Regions from separate parts of the Macaca fascicularis genome. Here region 1 is linked to region 2. The links are chromatin contacts, called in public Hi-C maps. All regions are on one chromosome and are shown on one strand. The core of a region is the stretch at or near the end of the contact, and the rest is flanking DNA. Distances in the headings are between cores, read along the strand shown.

Region 1 (6,404 bases), core at 2,327-4,826, 160 kb after region 2:
AATGATCCTGCCTTGGCCTCCCAAATTGCTACGATTACAGTTGTGAGCCACTGTGTCCAGCCAGAAATGTTGAACGAGCTCTATGCTTTAAAGTAAAACTCTAGAAATCACCTATGTATCTCCTGGCAGAAGAATGTATACTATGTGGTATGTTCTATATATGACAATGAACTATAGCTACATGCAACATGTGTGTCTCTTAAAACATGTTGACTGAAAATAGAGCAGATCCCTGAAGACCATCTACACAGTATCATACAATTGTTGTAAATCTCAAAAACATCAAAAATTTGTTTGTAGGGAAGCACTTAATGATTTTTATGTGAAAAAGAAAAAGCTGGCTGGGTGCAGCGGCTCATGCCTGTAATCCCAACACTTTGGGAGGCTGAGGCGGGCAGGTCATCTGATGTCAGGTGTTCAAGACCAGCCTGGCCAACATGGTGAAACCCTGTCTCTGCTAAAAAATTAGCTGGGCATGGTGGCGGACACCTGTAGTCCCAGCTACTCGGGAGGTTGAGGCAGGAGAATCGCTTGAACCTGGGAGGTGGAGGTTGTGGTGAGCCAAGATTGCACCATTGCACTCCTGCCTGGGCAACAAGAGCCAAACTCTGTCTCAAAAAAAAAAAAAAAAAAAAAAAAGAAAAGAAAAGAAAGAAAACGAAAAAGCTAAGGTGTTCAGATTAATGGTGACCTCTTGAGTGGGAGGGAGAGTGCATTAGTTAGCTGTGGCTGCTATGACAGAATACCATAGACTGAGCAGCTTGAGCACCAGGCATTTATTTTCTCACAGTTCTGGAGGCTGAAGTCCAAGAGGAAGGTGCCAGCAGGGTTGGTTTCTGTCAAGGCCTCTCTCCCTGGCTTGCAGATGGGTCTTCTCATGGTGTCCTCACATGGCCTTTCCTCAGTACTGGCTTGGGGAAAGCTCTGGTCTCTTTCTTTCCTTTTATTTTTATTTTGAGACAGGGTCTCGCTCTGTCACTGAGGCTGGAGTGCAGTGGCAAAGTCTCAGCTAACTGCAACCTCCACCTCCTAGGCTCAAGCGATCCTTCCACCTCAGCTTCCCAAGTACAGGCATTTGCCACCATGCCTGTTTAATTTTTGTACTTTTTGTAGAGATGGGGTTTTGCCATGTTGCCCAGGATGGTCTCAAATGTCTGACCTCAAGTGATCTCCCTGATCTTGGCCTCCCAAAGTGCTGGGATTACAGGCGTAAGTCACTGCACGTGGCCCCTTTTCTCTCTTTTTTTTCTTTTCTTTTCTTTCTCTTTCTCTTTCCTTCCTTCCTCCCTCCCTCCCTCCCTCCACTCCTTCCTTCCTTCCTTCTCTTTCTTTCTTCCTCCCTCCCTTCCGTCATCCCCGCTGCTGCTGCCGCCGCCTCCTCCTCCTCCTCCTCCTCCTCCTTCTTCTTCTTCTTCCTCTTCTCTCTCTTTCTTTTTTTGTTTTGAGACAGAGTCTTGCTCTGTTACCCCAGGCTGGAGTGCAGTGGCACGATTTTGGCTCATTGCAACCTCCACCTCCCGGGTTCAAGTGATTCTCCTGTCTCAGCCTCCTCAGTAGCTGGGACTACGGGCGTGAGCCACCATGCCTGGCTAATTTTTTTGTATTTTTAGTAGAGACAGGGTTTCACCATATTGGCCAGGATGGTCTTGAACTCCCGACCTCAAGTGATCTGCCCGCCTCTGCCTCCCAAGGTGCTGGAATTACAGGTGTGAGTCATCATGCCCAGCCTCTCTTTCTTTCTCCCCTCCCTCCCTCCCTCCCTCCCTCCCTCCCTCCCTCCCTTCCTTCCTTCCTTCCTTCCTTCCTTCCTTCCTTCCTTCCTTCCTTCCTTCCTTCCTTCCTTCCTTCCTTCTTTCCTTCCTTCCTTCCCCTCTCTCTTTCTTTCCAGGTTGGGGTGCAGTGGCCAGATCAGGGCTCACTGCAACCTCCACCTCCCGGATTCAAGCAATTCTTGTGCTTCAGCCTCCCGAGTAGCTGGAGTAGCCTGCTACCACACAGGCTAAGTTTTGTAATTTTTGTAGAGACGAGGTTTCACCATGTTGGCCAGGCTGGTCTCAAACTCCTGACCTCATGCGATCTGCCCACCTCAGCCTCCCAAAGTGCTGGGATTACAGGAGTGCCGGGCCACCATGCCTGGCCAAGAAAAACGGTATAATGTCGTTATTATAACAGCATTAATGGTTATTTCTCCCCGCCCCCCGCCCCAAATTCGAGAACTTTATTGGACAGAGCTGTGCGCAGGGCCAAGGGCCTGGCAGCCAGGGTGGCTCCATCCTGGAAGTCTCAGCAACAGGAACCCACAAGGCCACACTCTAGCTAAGGTTATAGATAGCTGGGAGACCAGAGCCTCTCCGCAGACGCGGGAACAGGCCAGATCTTCATAAACAGATATCCAGTAAAGAGAAATGACAACTCTAAGTCACCTGCATACACAGAGCACTCTAGCGGGTGGGGCGCTGGGGGCCTGGAGGGGCGATGAGTGGGCCCAGATGTCCACGGCACGGGGCGGGCGGGGGCAAGGCCGGGGCAACAGACAACGGGCACTAGGACACTGCGAATGTACAAGATCAACTACTGGGGGCCGCGGCCCTGTGCGCGTGCGGCAGGCTCTTCGTTTTGGAATGAGGAGGGGTGGTCTTTACATCTTATTCTGTGGCTGGTGGGCTCGGAGAGGGGCTACTCTGTGGAGTGGATGAGGGCAACGATGAGACCATAGAGGCCGAGTACCTCGGCGAAGATGAGGGTCAGGATCATGCCCATGAATAATCGGGGCTGCTGGGCCGTGGCTCGTACACCGGCGTTCCGCACAATACCGACGGCAAAGCCGGCTGCCAGGCCGCTCGGGCCCACCCTCAGGCCGGCGCTTAGCTGGAGGGAGCTCCTGTGGAGGCTGATGTCGTCATTCAGGGAGCTGGCGATGAGGACTGCCACCACCAGGCCATAGATGGCAATGATGCCAGCCATGACCACTGGGACGATGGACTTCATGATCAGCTCCGGCCGCATGGCCGCGATGCCGGCGCGGCTCTTGACCGTGCCATAGGCAGCGCGCGGGGCGCTGCAGACCATGGCGGCCGAGGCGCCCATGACGGCGAAAAACGAAGCATACTCAGGGCGGTTATTGGACTCAGACATTGTCTGCGGGTGGGGAGGGGGCGAGCTCTGCGGACCGAGGCGGAGGCGGGGGCTAGGACTGGCCGGGCGCTAAGGCTAGCACGCGGGCGGCGGCGAAGGCGATCAGCATTAATGGTACTTCTAAAGAAGAAAAGTGAACCATCCTTAATTCCGCTAATCTCTTCTATTATCTCTATAATAGATGTCTCGCATCTAGACTCATATCCGTTGGTCCGGAAGCAGGAAGGAGCCCTCCCTTCTCTGACAGATAAATTACTGCTTCCTTTGCAGTCCACTTTTCTCTGCTTGTTCGTCGCCATAGCTTGCCTTGATTCGTACTTGAAAGGTTTGGCCAGGGACATTTCTGATGTGTCTGTTCTTTTTCTGTTACTTTTCTGGGTAATTTAACATGCTGGGGATGCGAGCACGTTAAATTTCCATCCATTGAAACCATTCTATTTCTGGCCACCAGGGGGCATCCACAGACTTGCTATTGGGCTCAGCGCCGCCCTCGTATTTACAACCTCAAGGTCATTTCAGGAGAAAGAGGTGCCTGACTAATCGGGTTATCCTTGTAGAGCTATTTTAAAATTTTGTTTCTGGTTTCTACATTAAATCTTTCTTTCTCTTCTTCCCTCTGATTTTCTCTTGTCTGCACGTGTGCTTCTAAGAGGCTGGCTATGATAGCAGTCACAGTCATCTACATCCTATTTACTGCAGGACAATCGTCTTCCGAATTTTTTTTTCCGTAGAAGGTATTAGTCCTGTGGTTGTCTGAACACCCCCTTTTGGAAAAAGCAAAACAAAACGAAACAACTTCAAATATGGCAGCAATTCTTTTCAATGTCCTTGATGATAAAGAGTTGAAATCCTTTGATAATCCAAAGCTATTAGAAGCCAACATTGGCTGTTAGAAGAGTGATCACTTTGGGTAATATTGTTTTTGACCCAAAATGCTGTGTGACAATAGTATAACAAGAATGTTTCCCCATATGGCTCAGGACCTGGCTTTGGAAGTCACTCCCAATTGGAGTCCAGACTTGGGCTGAGCAATGGAACAAGTGCTTTGTTTTCCAAGGTGACTGTTGGATGGGAAAACTCACGTCTCATTGCTTAGTTCTCACAGCTCCTCTGCCTGTGGAGAATACTCCTCTGATTTACATAGTGATTTGGAGACTTTGAAGAGGAGTGTGTGGGTGGTGAGTCTGGTGTAGGGGAATCAGTGCACATAAGGGAAGAAAAGAGATTCTGGATTAGAGATTTGACCCACTTGCCACCAAGAGCTCATAGGCCTCATATTCTAATCATGAAACCCTTTTTGGTATTAGGTGGACAGGAATTTGATGACAAGATTGGTTTGTTCTCTCTCTTTTTTTTTTTTTTTGAGATGGAGTCTTGCTCTGTCACCCAGGCTGGAGTACAGTGGTGTGATCTCAGCTCACTGCAACCTCTGCCTCCTGGGTTCAAGCAGCTCTCATGCCTCAGCCAGCCTCTGGGAGTATAGTTGGGATTACAGGTGCCTGCCACCGTGCCCAGCTATTTTTTTTTTTTTTTTTGTATTTTTAGTAGAAATGGGGTTTTACCATGTTGGCCAGGCTTGTCTTGAACTCCTGACCTCAAGTGGTCCACTTGCCTTGGCCTCTCAAAGTGCTGGGATTACAGGCATGAGCCACTGCACGTGGCCTTGGTTTGTTCTTAAAAGCCCTTATACTTATGCACAGGCTGTTCTGAGAAGTGAGATTATTGGGTCTTTGGGAATTTTAATGCATTTTAAATTTTAGGGTGGGTGAGGTGGCTCACACCTGTAATCCCAGCAGTTTGGGAGGTTGAGGCAGAAGGATTGCTTGAACCCAGGAGTTTGAGATCAACCTGGGCAACACAGCAAGACTCCATCTCTAAATTTTTTTTTTTTAAATTATAATAGGTATAGCTAACTTGCCCTTCCAAAGGGCTGTGAAACTTTACACTCTAAAGAAAACAAACAACATTATTAAAAAGTGAGCATGCTGGGCATTGTGGCAGGTACCTGTAATCCCAGCTACTCAGGAGGCTGAGGTGGGAGGATTGCTTGAGTATAGTAGTTTGAGACCAGCCTAGACAACATAGATAGACCCTGACTCAAAAAAAATAGAAGCAGGCAAAAGTGCTGAATAGACATTTCACCAAAGAAGATAGGTAGATGGTAAATAAGCACATGACACATGGCAAGATCAATGTCATTAGGGAACTGCAAATTCAAACAAGATACGGTGACACAACTATTACAGTGGCTAAAATCCAAAACACTGGCAATATCAAATACTGGCAAGGACATGGAGTAAAAATTGCTGGTAGGAATGCAAAATTGTACAGCCACTTTGCAAGACTGTTTGGCAGTTTCTTACAAAGTTAAACATAGTCTTACTATATAATCTAGCCATTGTGCTCCTAGATATTTACCCAGATGAGTGGAAAACTTTTCACCAAAAACCTGCACATGGATGTTTATAGCAGTTTTATTCATAATTGTCAAAAATTGGAAGCAACCAGGATATTATTTGATAGGTGAATGGATAAACTGTGGTACATCCATGTGATGAAACATTATTCAGTGATAAGAAGAAATGAGCTATTAAGCCATGAAAAGATACAGAGAATCATTAATCACATATATTGCTAAGGGAAATAAGTCAGTCTGAAAAGGCTACATATTGTATGATTCCAACTGTATGATATTCTAGATAAGGCAAAACTATGGAAACAGTGGTCGCCCAGGCTGAGGAGTGAGGGAAGGAGGAATGAATAGGTGGAACACAGCAGGTTATTAGAGCAGTGAAACTATTCTGTATGATACAGTAATGATGAATATATGACATTATGCATTTGGCAAAAGTGATAAAATTATATGCACAAAGACTGAACCTTAATGTAAACTATAGACTTCAGTTAATAATAGTGCATCAATATTGGTTCATTAATTGTAACAAATGTACCACATTAATGCAAGATATTAATTATAGGAGAAACTGGTTGGGGAGATGGGGAGTAATGGGAACTCCCTGTATTTTCTGTTCAATTGTTTTTGTAAACCTAAAACTACTCTAAAAAATAGTCCATTAATTAATAATAATAATAAATTTATGGATTCACCAAGAGTGTACATTTCTACTTCCACTCTCTGTGTTGATGTATGGTGACAGAATTTTGACATATGTTCAATTTGATGGATCAAGTTTGGTCTTTTTTTTTTGAGACGTCATTTCACTCTTGTCACCCATGCTGGAGTGCAATGGTACAATCTTGGCTCACTG
Region 2 (6,333 bases), core at 921-3,420:
ACTCTGTCTCAAAAACAAAACAAAATTAAATTAAATAAAAAAAAAAATTAGCCGAGTGTGGTGGCTAATTTAGCTAAAATTAGTCACATGCCTGTAATCCTAGCTACTTGGTTGACTGAGGCAGGAGAATTGCTTGAGCCCAGTAGGCAGAGGTTGCAGTGAGTCGAGACTGTGTCACTGCACTCCAGAACACAGTGAGACTCTTGCCTCAAAAAAAAAAAAAAAAAAAAAAGCTATTAAGTAATCCAAAGAGAATTTAAATTACATAGGCGGAAGGAGTACAGATGATATGCAAATACCACAACCATTTTATATAAGGGACTTCAGCAGTCTCAGATTTAGGCATCTGTGGGAGTCCTGGAACCAACCCCCTAAGGACACTGAGAGACAACGATACCTGGTTTGTCAAACTGTTGCGGGGAGCTCGTAAATACCAAATGTAGTCCAACACATGCTGGATAAAACTCACCTAATACAAATTCTAATTACTTTATCTTGGTTCCCCACCATTACCTCCTTCTTTGCCAAAAGTGCCTGCTTTGCCTGGGTGGCTTTGAGGGCTTGATAAGCCTTCCTCTTTTTCAGCAGATTTTCTGGAACCAAAGGGATTTTTCTTTGCCTGATGCAGAAAATTGAGATCAGAGATAACATTTAGAAAACGAACACTTGAGGCCGGGCGCGGTGGCTCAAGCCTGTAATCCCAGCACTTTGGGAGGCCGAGACGGGCGGATCACAAGGTCAGGAGATCGAGACCAGCCTGGCTAAATACGGTGAAACCCCGTCTCTACTAAAAAATACAAAAAACTAGCCGGGTGAGGTGGCGGGTGCCTGTAGTCCCAGCTACTCGGGAGGCTGAGGCAGGAGAATGGCATAGACCCGGGAGGCGGAGCTTGCAGTGAGCTGAGATGCGGCCACTGCACTCCAGCCTGGTCGACAGAGCAAGACTCCGTCTCAAAAAAAAAAAAGAAAAAGAAAAAGAACACTTGGCTGGGCGCGGTGGCTCAAGCCTATAACCCCAGCATTCTGGGAGGCCGAGGTGGGGGGGGGATATCACCTGAGGTCAGGAGTTCGAGACCAGCCTGACCAACATGGTGAAACCCCTGTTTCTACCAAAAATAAAAAATTAGCTTGGCGGGGTGGCGCACGCCTGTAATCTCGGCTACTCCGGAGGCTGAAGCAGGAGAATCGCTTGAATCCGGGAGGCGGAGGTTGCAGTGAGCCGAGATTTCGACACTGCACTCCAGCCTGGGCGACATAGCAAGATTCCGTCTCAAAAAAACAACAACAACAACAAAAAAAACGAACATTCAATGGATTTCCAAACCAAGTCAATATCCTGGGCTTCAGGGAACATTACTGTTTTCAAGTGTCTGAAGAAAGATTCCCCTGAAACCTGCGGTTTCTGACTCCAGGCCTCAAAATGTACCCCTAATATTCACTCATCCCCAATGCCTCAAAAAGTAAAGAGCCCTTTAGCCTCTGCGTTCCTGTAAGTTAACAGGATTTTCACTGCCACAGCTCTTCATAGGCACTAGCAGCGACGAATCTAGTAAAACCCCATGGGGTTGGGGTGGGTGCAGACCTATCTGCAGGGTTAATACTTGTCAGGCTGGGTGAATTCAACTGTGGCACTCCAGCCCGCTGCCTGAAGTCAATCCTCGCCTCTCTAGATAACCCGAAATTGACCGCGGTCCCCTCCCTCCTCCGCCACAGCGCTACGGCTTCTCATCCCCACCCTTTGTAAACTGTGGCCTTTTCTATTCCTAGAGCCCACAAGAATCCGCCACCGAGGCATAAACACCGTGGATGGCACCAGATACTCAACACCCAATTCCAGATATTCAAAGCCCCACTCACTCTTGCTCCGCCATCTTTCTAGTGGTGCAGCTACTGATCATGCGCAACCCCAACACATGCGGAAGACAGCACTCGCTCTGTTTCCTTGACCATAGAGATGTCTGTTCTAACTCACGCTGGAGGACCCAGACAGTCAGCGGTCACTTAGCCGCAGTGAGCCGCTGAGGTCCTGCTAACCCCGATTCCTGCCAAAAGTTGCAGCGCTTCCAGGGTTTTTAGAGCCTGTATCATTTTCAAAACCCAGCCCTTTTTTTTGTAAGTTACAGTTTCATCACAAACAGCTTGGCTGTGGACAATGAAGTGCTTCCCACAATGCACCTATGGCGTCCGCTCTAGCGAAGGCGCCGCACTTCCGGCGCGGCTCTGCTGCGTCTCTGAGGAGGAAGACAGACAAATTGCGGGAAACCTTTTCGCTCTGTGGAAAAATTTGGAGGCTATGGTTTTGGCTCTCACATGTAGGTGCAAGTGTTTATTGAGGACTTAGAGTGGTAAAACAGGTAGCTGCGATTCCGTCAGCTTGGCTCCGTCGATGGATCCTTGAAGACGTTATTTAACCCCTCTGTACTGCGGCTTCATTACCCATAAAATGGGTATACAGTAATAATAGGTCTACCTAATGGCGTTACGAGGATTACAGGAGATTATATAAAGCGTAAAGCGTTTAGCAGTGTCTGTCAGCACTATGTTTGTTACTATTACTGCTGGACCGAAAACTACAACTTGCTTCCTTGCCATCTAAAACCGTTATACAGACCGGGCGCGGTGGCTCACGCCTGTAATCCCAGCACTTTAGGAGGCCAAGGCGGGAGGATCACCTTAGGTCAGGAGTTCGAGACCAGCCTGGCCAACATGGCGACAGAGCAAGACTCCGTCTCAAAAAAAAAAAAAAAAAAAAAGGAATGAAAATAAAACCCTTATACAGCTGTCATCACCTGGAATATGCATTCTTCCCTCCCGGTCTATATAAAATCCTGAAAAAGTAGGCCGGAGCCGGTGGCTTTCACCTGTAATCCCAGCACTTTGGGAGGCCAAAGCAGGTGGATCACTTGAGGTCAGGAGTTGGAGACCAGCCTGGCCAAGATGGTGAAACCCCGTCTCTACTAAAAATACAAAAAATTAGCTGGGCGTGGTGGCTCGCGCCTGAAGTCTCGGGAGGCGGAGGCTGCATGAGCCCAGTTTGTGCCACTGCACTCCAGCCTGGGCGACAGAGCGAGAGTGTCTCAAAAAAATAAAAAAATAATTTTTTTAAATTAAAAATCCTGAAAAACAACACAAGTCTTATCTCCGCAAACCTCCAGAGCAGCGCTTCTCAAGCATTAATAGTGAATAGGAGTCATCTGAAGATTTTACTAAAATACAGATTTTTATTCAGGAAGCCGGGTGGGGAGTTGATATTCTGCATTTTTTTTTTTTTTTTTTGAGACGGAGTCTCGCGCTGTGTCACCCAGGCTGGAGTGCAGTGGGGCGATCTCGGCTCACTGCAAGCTCCGCCTCCCAGGTTCACGCCATTCTCCTGCCTCAGCCTCCGAGTAGCTGGAACTACAGGCGCCCGCCACTACGCCCGGCTAGTTTTTTGTATTTTTAGTAGAGACGGGGTTTCACCATGTTAGCCAGGATGGTCTCGATCTCCTGACCTCGTGATCCACCCGCCTCGGCCTCCCAAAGTGCTGGGATTACAGGCTTGAGCCACCGCGCTCGGCCTTTTTTTTTTTTTTTTTTTGAGATGGAGTCTTGCTTTGTCCCCCAGGCTGGAGTGCAGTGGCATGATCTCGGCTCTCTGCAAGCTCTGTCTCCCGGGTTCACGCCATTCTCCTGCCTCAGCCTCCCGAGCAGCTGGGACTACAGGCGCCCACCACCATACCTGGCTAATTTTTTGAATTTTTCGTAGAGACGGGGTTTCACCGTGTTAGCCAGGATGGTCTCGATCTCCTGACCTTGTGATCCGCCCGCCTCAGCCTCTCAAAGTGCTGGGATTACAGGCGTGAGCAACTGCGCCCGGCCAATATTCTGCATTTTTAACAGGCTTCAGAATGACACTGGTGCTACTGGTCTATGGGCTGACTAGTAAGACTCTAGTGTCTGATTTCCCTCAGGACATTATTATATATTTAATATTTCTTCCACACGATACTAGGAGGTCAGGAACCATGACTGCTTGCTCATCACTGATCCTAAGGGTCTAGCACCAATTTCTCGATTTTGGCACTATTGATACTGATACTGGTGGCAGCTAAAGGCCTCGTGTTGCCATGTAACTAGTCCAACCGGAAAGACTGCCATGGGCACAGGTCACTTTCTGATGAATAAGTGTCAGGACAACCCAGTATTCAGGGTCACACACTGAAAGAGGGAGGCCCATTCTCTTTCAGCACCTCACCGTGTGTCTTTGTAAAGAGGCAAAATACAAGGGTCATCAAAGTGTAAGACATTCACTAAATAGTAAACAAAAAAGCAAAAAGTTAAATGTTTTGTGATTTTTCCTGTCTATGGATAAAAGGTAGAGTCTGTGGTATCAATAATATTAAAGGGAGGAGGAATTTTAGGGTTAACAATACTCCAGCCGGGCCCCGATGGCTCACACCTGTAATCCCAGCACTTTGGGAGGCTGAGGCGGGCAGATCACTTGAGCTCAGGAGTTCAAGACCACCCTCAGCAACATGGCAAAACCCTGTCTCTACTAAAAATATAAAAATTAGCCGAGCATGGTGGCATATGCCTGTAGTCCCAGCTACTTGGGAGGCTGAGGCACGATAATTGCTTGAACCTGGGAAGCAGAGGTTGCAGTGAGCCGAGATTATGCCACTGTACTCCAGCCTGGGCAACAGAGCCAGACTCTGTCTCAAAACAACCCCCAAAAAACCAGTACTGCAAGGCTGAATGGGATCGAGGCCAGGATTCAGGAAATGGTTTTCTACTGCCAGCAGATGGTGCTAGGAGAATACTTATTCTCAGCGCCAACGCCATTACTCCACCAGACTGACACAGGGAGAAAGAAAAGAGCCCCACTCTTAAACAATTATTCATTAACTGAATATGTGTTTACTGAGCATTGAGCATGTGTCCTAGATCTTTTTTTCAAAGTGAGGTTACTGAGGTCGGGTGTGGTGGCTCATGCCTGTAATCCCAGCACTTTGAGAGGCTGAGGCAGGCAGATCACCTGAGGCCAGAAGTTCAAAACCAGTCTGACCATCATGGTGAAACCCCATCTCTACTAAAAATACAAAAATTAGCTGGGTGTGATGGTGCATACCTGTAATCCCAGCTACTTGGGAGGCTGAGGCACAAGAATTGCTGCACTCCAGCCTGGGTGACAGAGTGAGACCCTGTCTCAAAAAAAAAAAAAAAAAAAAAATTCCAATCCTCTTGTGAACTTATCTCTTCTTCATCATGTACAGTTGGGCGGCTGTTGGGAGGATACCAAATCCGAACGTTTCCCTCTAATACTTAAAGTAGTCTTTGGAAGATCTTTTCAATTCTTTTAATCACCCTATTGGGAGTGGGTATGAGATGCTAAATTTCTCTGTGATTTTGAATTTTGAGCGATGAGTGATGATGGCACAAAGTATGAGATTTGAGACAAGACTTTTTTTTTTTTTTTTTTGAGACAAAGTCTTGCTCTGTCGCCCAGGCTGGAGTGCAATGGTATAATCTTGGCTCACTGCAACCTCTGCCTCTCGGGTTCAAGCAATTCTCGTGCCTCAGCCTCCCAAGTAGCTGGGACTACAGGCATGTGCCACCACACCTGGCTAATTTTTGTATTTTTAGTAAAGACGGGTTTCACCATATTGGCCAGACTGGTCTTGAACTCCTGACCTCAAGTGATCTGCCCACCTTGGCCTCCCAAAGTGCTGGGATTACAGGTATGAGCCACTGCACCCAGTTGGGGGCAAAACTTAAGGATTTCCACCTAAGAAGACCTCCTAGAGTTTCTTTGTCTCTATTCTTCTCAAGCCTGGTGGGTTCTTCAATGTTTTCTTTAATTCTTATTCTCCTTACAAAATCCCTTTATGTTGGTTAACTAGAATAATTTTCTGTTGTTTACAACCAAATAATCCTGATTGTAATACTCCCAAACATTTGGGATACAGAATAGGGTGTAAAAAATGTTCCCAGATTTTGTGTGTGTGTGTGTGTGTGTGTGTGTGTGTGTGTGTGTGTGTGTTTGAGTTTTTGAGATGGAATCTCACTCTGTCGCCAGGCTGGAGTAGAGTAGTACTATCTCGGCCTACTGCAACCTCTGCCACCCGGGTTCAAGCAATTCTCTGGACTCAGCCTCTGAAGTAGTAGCTGGGACTACAGGTGCACATCACTATGCCCGGCTAATTTTTGTATTTTTAGTAGAGATGGGGTTTCACCATGTTGGCCAGGATGGTCTCAATTTCTTGACCTCGTGATCCGCCTGCCTTGGCCTCCCAAAGGGCTGGGATTACAGGCATGAGCCACCGTGCCCAATCCCCAGATTGTTTTTCTTTTCTT

What was found. Hi-C and Micro-C count contacts between places; a contact is called where the count stands out from the background.
Region 1: a contact with region 2 is called in a Hi-C map of liver, with 2.7 times the contacts expected there. The contact joins the promoter of LOC102138620 here to the promoter of RPL7L1 in region 2. A contact is called at or near these places in 2 of 2 Hi-C or Micro-C datasets (liver and skeletal muscle).

What each region holds. Positions count from the first base shown.
Region 1 is chr4:128,821,605-128,828,008 of T2T-MFA8v1.1, forward strand. LOC102138620 (V-type proton ATPase 16 kDa proteolipid subunit c-like) reads right to left here and starts at 3,577. Exons shown (of 1, transcript XM_015449400.4): 1 at 2,202-3,577. The coding sequence starts at 3,135. The coding sequence ends at 2,677.
Region 2 is chr4:128,660,101-128,666,433 of T2T-MFA8v1.1, forward strand. It overlaps RPL7L1 (ribosomal protein L7 like 1), which reads right to left and starts at 2,171. Exons shown (of 7, transcript XM_005552976.5): 1 at 1,858-2,171; 2 at 514-619. The coding sequence starts at 1,898.